Regions from separate parts of the Mus musculus genome. Here region 1 is linked to region 2. A link is a contact called in public Hi-C data. All regions are on one chromosome and are shown on one strand. The core of a region is the stretch at or near the end of the contact, and the rest is flanking DNA. Distances in the headings are between cores, read along the strand shown. Region 1 holds the start of 2310047K21Rik (a long non-coding RNA gene). Region 2 holds the start of Abtb2 (ankyrin repeat and BTB (POZ) domain containing 2).

The links. Hi-C and Micro-C count contacts between places; a contact is called where the count stands out from the background.
Region 1: a Hi-C map of uterus shows a contact between it and region 2, with 4 times the contacts expected there. The contact joins the promoter of 2310047K21Rik here to the promoter of Abtb2 in region 2.

Annotation. Positions count from the first base shown.
Region 1 is chr2:104,815,490-104,818,308 of GRCm38.p6, forward strand. 2310047K21Rik (a long non-coding RNA gene) reads left to right here and starts at 1,433. Exons shown (of 3, transcript XR_003953885.1): 1 at 1,433-2,819. Qser1 (glutamine and serine rich 1) reads right to left here and starts at 1,207. Exons shown (of 12, transcript NM_001123327.2): 1 at 1,111-1,207.
Region 2 is chr2:103,564,774-103,567,610 of GRCm38.p6, forward strand. Abtb2 (ankyrin repeat and BTB (POZ) domain containing 2) reads left to right here and starts at 1,537. Exons shown (of 17, transcript NM_178890.3): 1 at 1,537-2,836. The coding sequence starts at 1,954.

The sequences.
Region 1 (2,819 bases), core at 183-2,682, 1.3 Mb after region 2:
AGTGAAATAAAAAGTTCACTCGTGTCGTTTAAATCGTTTAGAAACCTGGTGAGATCACATAGGTACAAGGCTTCCTGTTGGTAGCTGAGGATGAAGTCATTACCAGCCAGGATTTCCCTGTTCTTGGGTCAGAAGCTATACCTACTAGATCGAGTATTGTTTAGGGGAGGCGGTTTTTAAAAAGTACCCCGCTCCCAAAGCCAGACCACGCCTTCCAGTTATCATTCGAATGTGACCATTTCAAAGTGTAGTACTGCTACACATTTCTCGCGAGCTTAAATAGCAAACAGGAGTCCCCATTTTGGGGTCTACTGCCCATGCTGGAGAGCCGCACTATACAATGAAGTGGAGACGGAGAAGCATGCTTTGGGTCTTCGACCTCTAGAGCCTTCTTTGACCACCAGCCCTCAACGCTTCCCAAAACTCAGTCACCCCCAGACACTGAAAGCCAAGAGGGAATCTTGACTTCCTGCCGTTGTTAAAAGCAGAGGAAACCCAAAAGCAACTTTGAACGCGTGGAACACTACATCACTATAAACATATGTCACCCAGCCCCTGCTTTGCATTCGTGTCCCGCCCTGGGGGTTCTCTTGCAGCCCAGTCATCCCAGGACCCCCAGTGTCAGCGACACGGCCCCGCTCCTCGTCATGCCCTGCCACCGCCCTCACCTTCACACTGCCGAAGCCCCCAACACCACATTGTCGGCCACCCAGATTCCAATACAATGGAATGTCACTGCCCAGGACTCCGCGGCGCCCCTTTAGGCCTCCCCGCGGAGTCAGTCCCGGTTCCCCAGATACCGAGGTCAGCCCGGAGCTTAAACTTTACCATGTGGGAGTCCAGCACCGAGAGGTGACTGCGCCCCTCCATCCCACCCAACCTTCCCTTTCTGCCCCACGCCCCGACCCGCCCCAGGAGCGAATCCTGCACCATGCGCCCCCTCCCAGCCGGGACCACCCGCCAGGAGTTGTCCACCGCCTCTCCCGGGAGCAAAGAAGGGCGCCTCGAAGGCTCCCCACCCGGCCTGGGCCCCCGAGAGGGGCGGGCACAGGCCCCGGCGCATCCGCGGCCTTTCCTGGCCCAGTGAGACCCCGCGCCCACCCTCTCTACCTGGCCTTGAGGCTGGGACTGCTGCCGCTGCAGCTGGGGCTGGAGGCGGCGGCCGGGACCCGGGCTTCGTAGGCCCAGGCGGGGGCAGCGGGCTGCGTGGCGGCGCTGGCGGGGGGCGCGGGAGGCTCAGCGAAGCCCGCGGGCGCGTAGTGCGCGTCCATGGCGGGGGCTGAGGCGGCGGGGGCGGGCGGGAGGCGCGGGGAGGAAGAGGCGGTGGCGGGAGCTGCCCCTCACATGGCGCGGCCGGGGGGCGGGGGCGCCTGGGCGGGGGAACCGGGCTGCGGCGGGCGGGCCTCGGCTCGGACGTCAGGAGAGCGGCGGCGCCTGCGGCCGGGACGCGAGGCGGCCACAGCGCCCGCAGCCCGGGCGCCCCATGTTGTTGGATTTCCCAGGATGCACCTCCCGCGCCCTCCGCCCGCTCGTCGCCCCGCCCCCCTCGGCGCCCCGCGCTGCTGGCTGCGGATTCGGGAGCCGGGCCGGACGAGGGCTGCTCCGTGGACGCCCTAGCGGTGAAGAGAAGGCCTACGCGCCGGAGCACCCGCATGGGTGCGGACAGGAGAGGGCTTGCCAGCACTGTGCCTGGAGTTCGTTACTCTGCGCTCCCGGGTTCTTTGAAGGAACTCAAACACTCGATTCCCGCTTGTGATTTCTTTCTCTGCGCCCCAAACCACAGACAAGGGACTGTTGCTTTGCAGTACTCGCTTCCTGCCCAAAGTTTGCTGGGCTTAGAGGATCTGGTTCCTGCTTCCTGGGGGAGATTTCTATTCAAATTGATTCAAATTCAAACGAATTTTGCAGCCCTAGCTGAATGGGCCTTTCCCAGGGGCACTTATTAACTGTCCCCACCCCCCACCTTGGGGATTTTCTTACTCTGGAGTTCAGAATCTTCTATCCCAAGATAAATACCGCCTCATCATTGATTAGTCCAACTACCATCTGGATGACTTTAATTACAATACATTCGAACTCACTATGCACTTTGTTGGGGCTCTCTGCTCAAGATGTTTAATCTCTGCAAGACTCTACCCAAACATTGCCTTATCGGACTTCTAAGCTGTGTGGTGTGAGTAATTTGATGACTTTGAGGTCGTGCCTACCCGAACTGTTTCTCCTTATGAGTAATGAAATTCAGGGATCATATGAATCGTTTGGCTTGTGATCCATAAGTTGAAAGTTAAAACTAACCGTGAAGCTTAGATTTAATGACTATCTCTCCTTTTAAAAAAAATCAATATTGGCTTAACACCTATCACGTGCTTAGCAAAGAGATCTCTCAAGATAAAGACTAGCACAAAGGTTTAAGCCAATCAGACAGGCGTAACGGAAGACCTAATAGAGCTGATACTCTCTATCTCTGGTGACTATCTAAACTTCTGTAATACCTGCCATTAGATCTGCCATCCCCTCCGAGACTGATTTTGTTCTGAGACTATGTTTTCCTCCTGGCGCCTTCATTCTTTTGTTTCTATGCTGTTTTTAGTGAAAAACCTTCTGCACCTGTGACTCTTGCAGCCTGGTCCCCCGGTGGGGAAGAAAAGAAAGTAGTGGTAATTTACAAATGAATTCGAAGGTGTGGACGCAGTAGACCTTTCCAGTTTTATGTTAATCTCATTAAGCATTTACCTAGGATATCTTTGGAAAGTGGTTTTCCTTGAGGAAGGAATTTGCCAAATCTCAGATCCAGCTGAGAAGTACGGCAAATATCCTCC
Region 2 (2,837 bases), core at 287-2,786:
AAAAAAAATTACTTCCTCTGGATATCCACTAGAGGACGATATTTCCTTTATTATATTTCTCATAATGGGTATTAAATCCATCAAACGGTTTTTCGTGTTTTCTGACAAGTTGAACCTCTAATTTAACTTCTAATTTCGCCTCTATAAAATGTGACTCTGTTAATTTGATGACTTATGCCTTGCACAGTACTTCCGTCCTTGACTCTGTTTCCAATTCTATGGCATCAGGAGGCAACGTCTCATGTACCCCAGGAAAGGAAAAAATTAAGTAAAACTGCCAAATAAAAAATCGCTTTATGGGGAAAGGGATCATTAATTTAAGGAAAGAGACAAACCAGACTTTTCTAGTTCGTATCCAACTCACGGCCCAAGGTCAGAACTGTAAAGTACAGCACAAAGGAGCTATTCAGGAGCTGGCGAAGAGGACTTGGGACGAACGTTGTGCACAATCCGCGCTTTGATTTTGCAGTCCTGCTGGAGGGGGGCTGGTGCACGCTTGTGCACGTGCGTGTGAATAGTTATGGAGGAGCAGCTGGTCCTCCGAGAGCTGGGCGTGGATCTATGCAATCAGTAGCTCTCTAGCGAGCCGCTTGGGGTGCACCTGGGCGCTACTGGAAGGACAGCAATTCACTGTACCCAGGAGGCACCGAGTCCCGAGGGGGAAGAAGACCTGCGGACCCGCACATCATGCCAGCAAGTCCTTAAAAGGGAACACCTGCATGCACGAGGTGTTCAGCGCAGGTCCTCGTTTTTCATCTGGTTCCTTGCAGGCACTCCCTCCCACCTTGGACAAAAAGGATCCGCCTGATAGTACACCGGTAGGAGGAAAGCCGTTCATTCTTTAGGTTTGGACTCCCACCTCCTAGATAATCCTTGGAAAACAGTGGACTGTAACAGTGGATACAGGGGTGTGATCACAGGCCTCTGAGTGCCGGGCTATTTTCAGGTCCCAGTTTAAGATAGTCTGTTTCGATTGGAGCCTAAAGTCAATATAAACAAAACTAGATAGATCTGAGAAGAGAAGCAGAGGTGCTCCCCTGCCCTCCAAACATAAATAGCTTTTCATTTCTCAAAAGAGAAGGAGGAGGGGCTTGGTAGAAAGTCGACAAGAAAGGTGAGTCGGGTCTCCTCCCAGTTTTCTTTTCCTACTGCCCTGGGCTGGGTGCTCACAGCTTTACAAGGAGCTGCCTGCCTAAGTCTAAAGCATAGAAGGCGGGAAAGGGACAGCACATAGGGGCTTTTCCTTTTCGTTTATCTTTTAATCCTCAGCGCTGGGGCCTGTTTTCGGGTTCCCCCGGCTTTCTGGGTCTCTGCGCCCCACCTCCTTGCCAGCTCGCTCGCTTGTTCTCCCCACCCAACCCCCTCAGCCATACCCACCCGCTACACCCCATTCTCGGTGATTTGCATATTTCCCGCCCCTCTCGGAAACCATTGGCATAGCCCTTGCCCGGCGTGGCTGATGATTGGTGAACCGCCCGGGTGTATTTGCATGCGGGCCGCTCCAGAGGACCTATCTGTGTCTGTAACCCGCGCCCCGTAGAAGTTTGTGGAGCGCTTTCTCAGCGGCTGGTCCCAGACGGACCTCGGGCGCCTCGCTCTTCGGTGGCCGCCCCGTTTTCTCGGGATTCTTTCTGTGGTGATGGACTCTCCGGACGCTCTGTAAGGGAAGCTGAGAGCTGGCGGCGCGAGTTCAGAGGAGGAGGGCTGGGAAGTCCGTTCGCTGACAGCGGCGCGACTGAACGCGGACGGCGTCGGGCTCCGGCCGGCTGAGAGCTTCGCCTACCTTCCCGCGGCCTGTGCGCGGGCGATGCTGCGGCCCCGAGGCGCGGCGCGGCGAGCACGGAGGGCGCCTCCGAGAGCCTAGAGCTGGTTTCCGCCCCCTTCCCCCGGGGCAAGTGGGCATGGAACAGTGAGAGCCCCTCGCTCGGCGAGGCCGCGCGCGGAGGCTCCCCCATGGCCGGGACATACAGCTCCACATTGAAGACTCTGGAGGACTTGACCTTGGACTCCGGGTATGGGGCCGGCGACTCCTGCCGCTCGCTCAGCCTTTCGTCTTCCAAGTCCAACTCGCAGGCGCTCAACTCTTCGGCGCAGCAGCACCGCGGGGCGGCCTGGTGGTGCTACTCCGGCTCCATGAACAGCCGCCACAACAGCTGGGACACGGTGAACACAGTGCTGCCCGAGGATCCCGAAGTGGCCGACCTCTTCTCCCGCTGCCCGCGGCTCCCGGAGCTGGAGGAGTTCCCTTGGACCGAGGGAGACGTGGCCCGGGTGCTCCGCAAAAGCGTCGGCGGCCGGAGGCTGCCCTCGTTCTCCGCCGAGGCTGTGAGACGCTTGGCCGGACTCCTCCGCCGGGCGCTCATCCGCGTGGCCCGGGAGGCGCAGCGCCTTAGCGTGCTGCACGCTAAGTGCACCCGCTTCGAGGTGCAGAGTGCGGTGCGCCTGGTGCACAGCTGGGCGCTGGCCGAGAGCTGCGCACTGGCAGCGGTCAAGGCGTTGTCCCTCTACAGCATGAGCGCTGGGGATGGGCTGCGCCGCGGCAAGTCGGCGCGCTGCGGCCTCACTTTCTCCGTGGGCCGCTTCTTCCGTTGGATGGTGGACACTCGCATCTCCGTGCGCATCCATGAGTACGCGGCCATCTCGCTAACGGCTTGCATGGAGAACCTGGTGGAGGAGATCCGGGCCAGGGTGCTGGCGAGCCAGAGCCCAGATGGCGGAGGGGCAGGAGGTGGAGAGGTATCCGCTGAGGCCTTGGAGATGGTCATCAACAACGACGCCGAGCTCTGGGGAGTCCTGCAACCCTATGAGCATCTCATCTGTGGCAAGAACGCCAATGG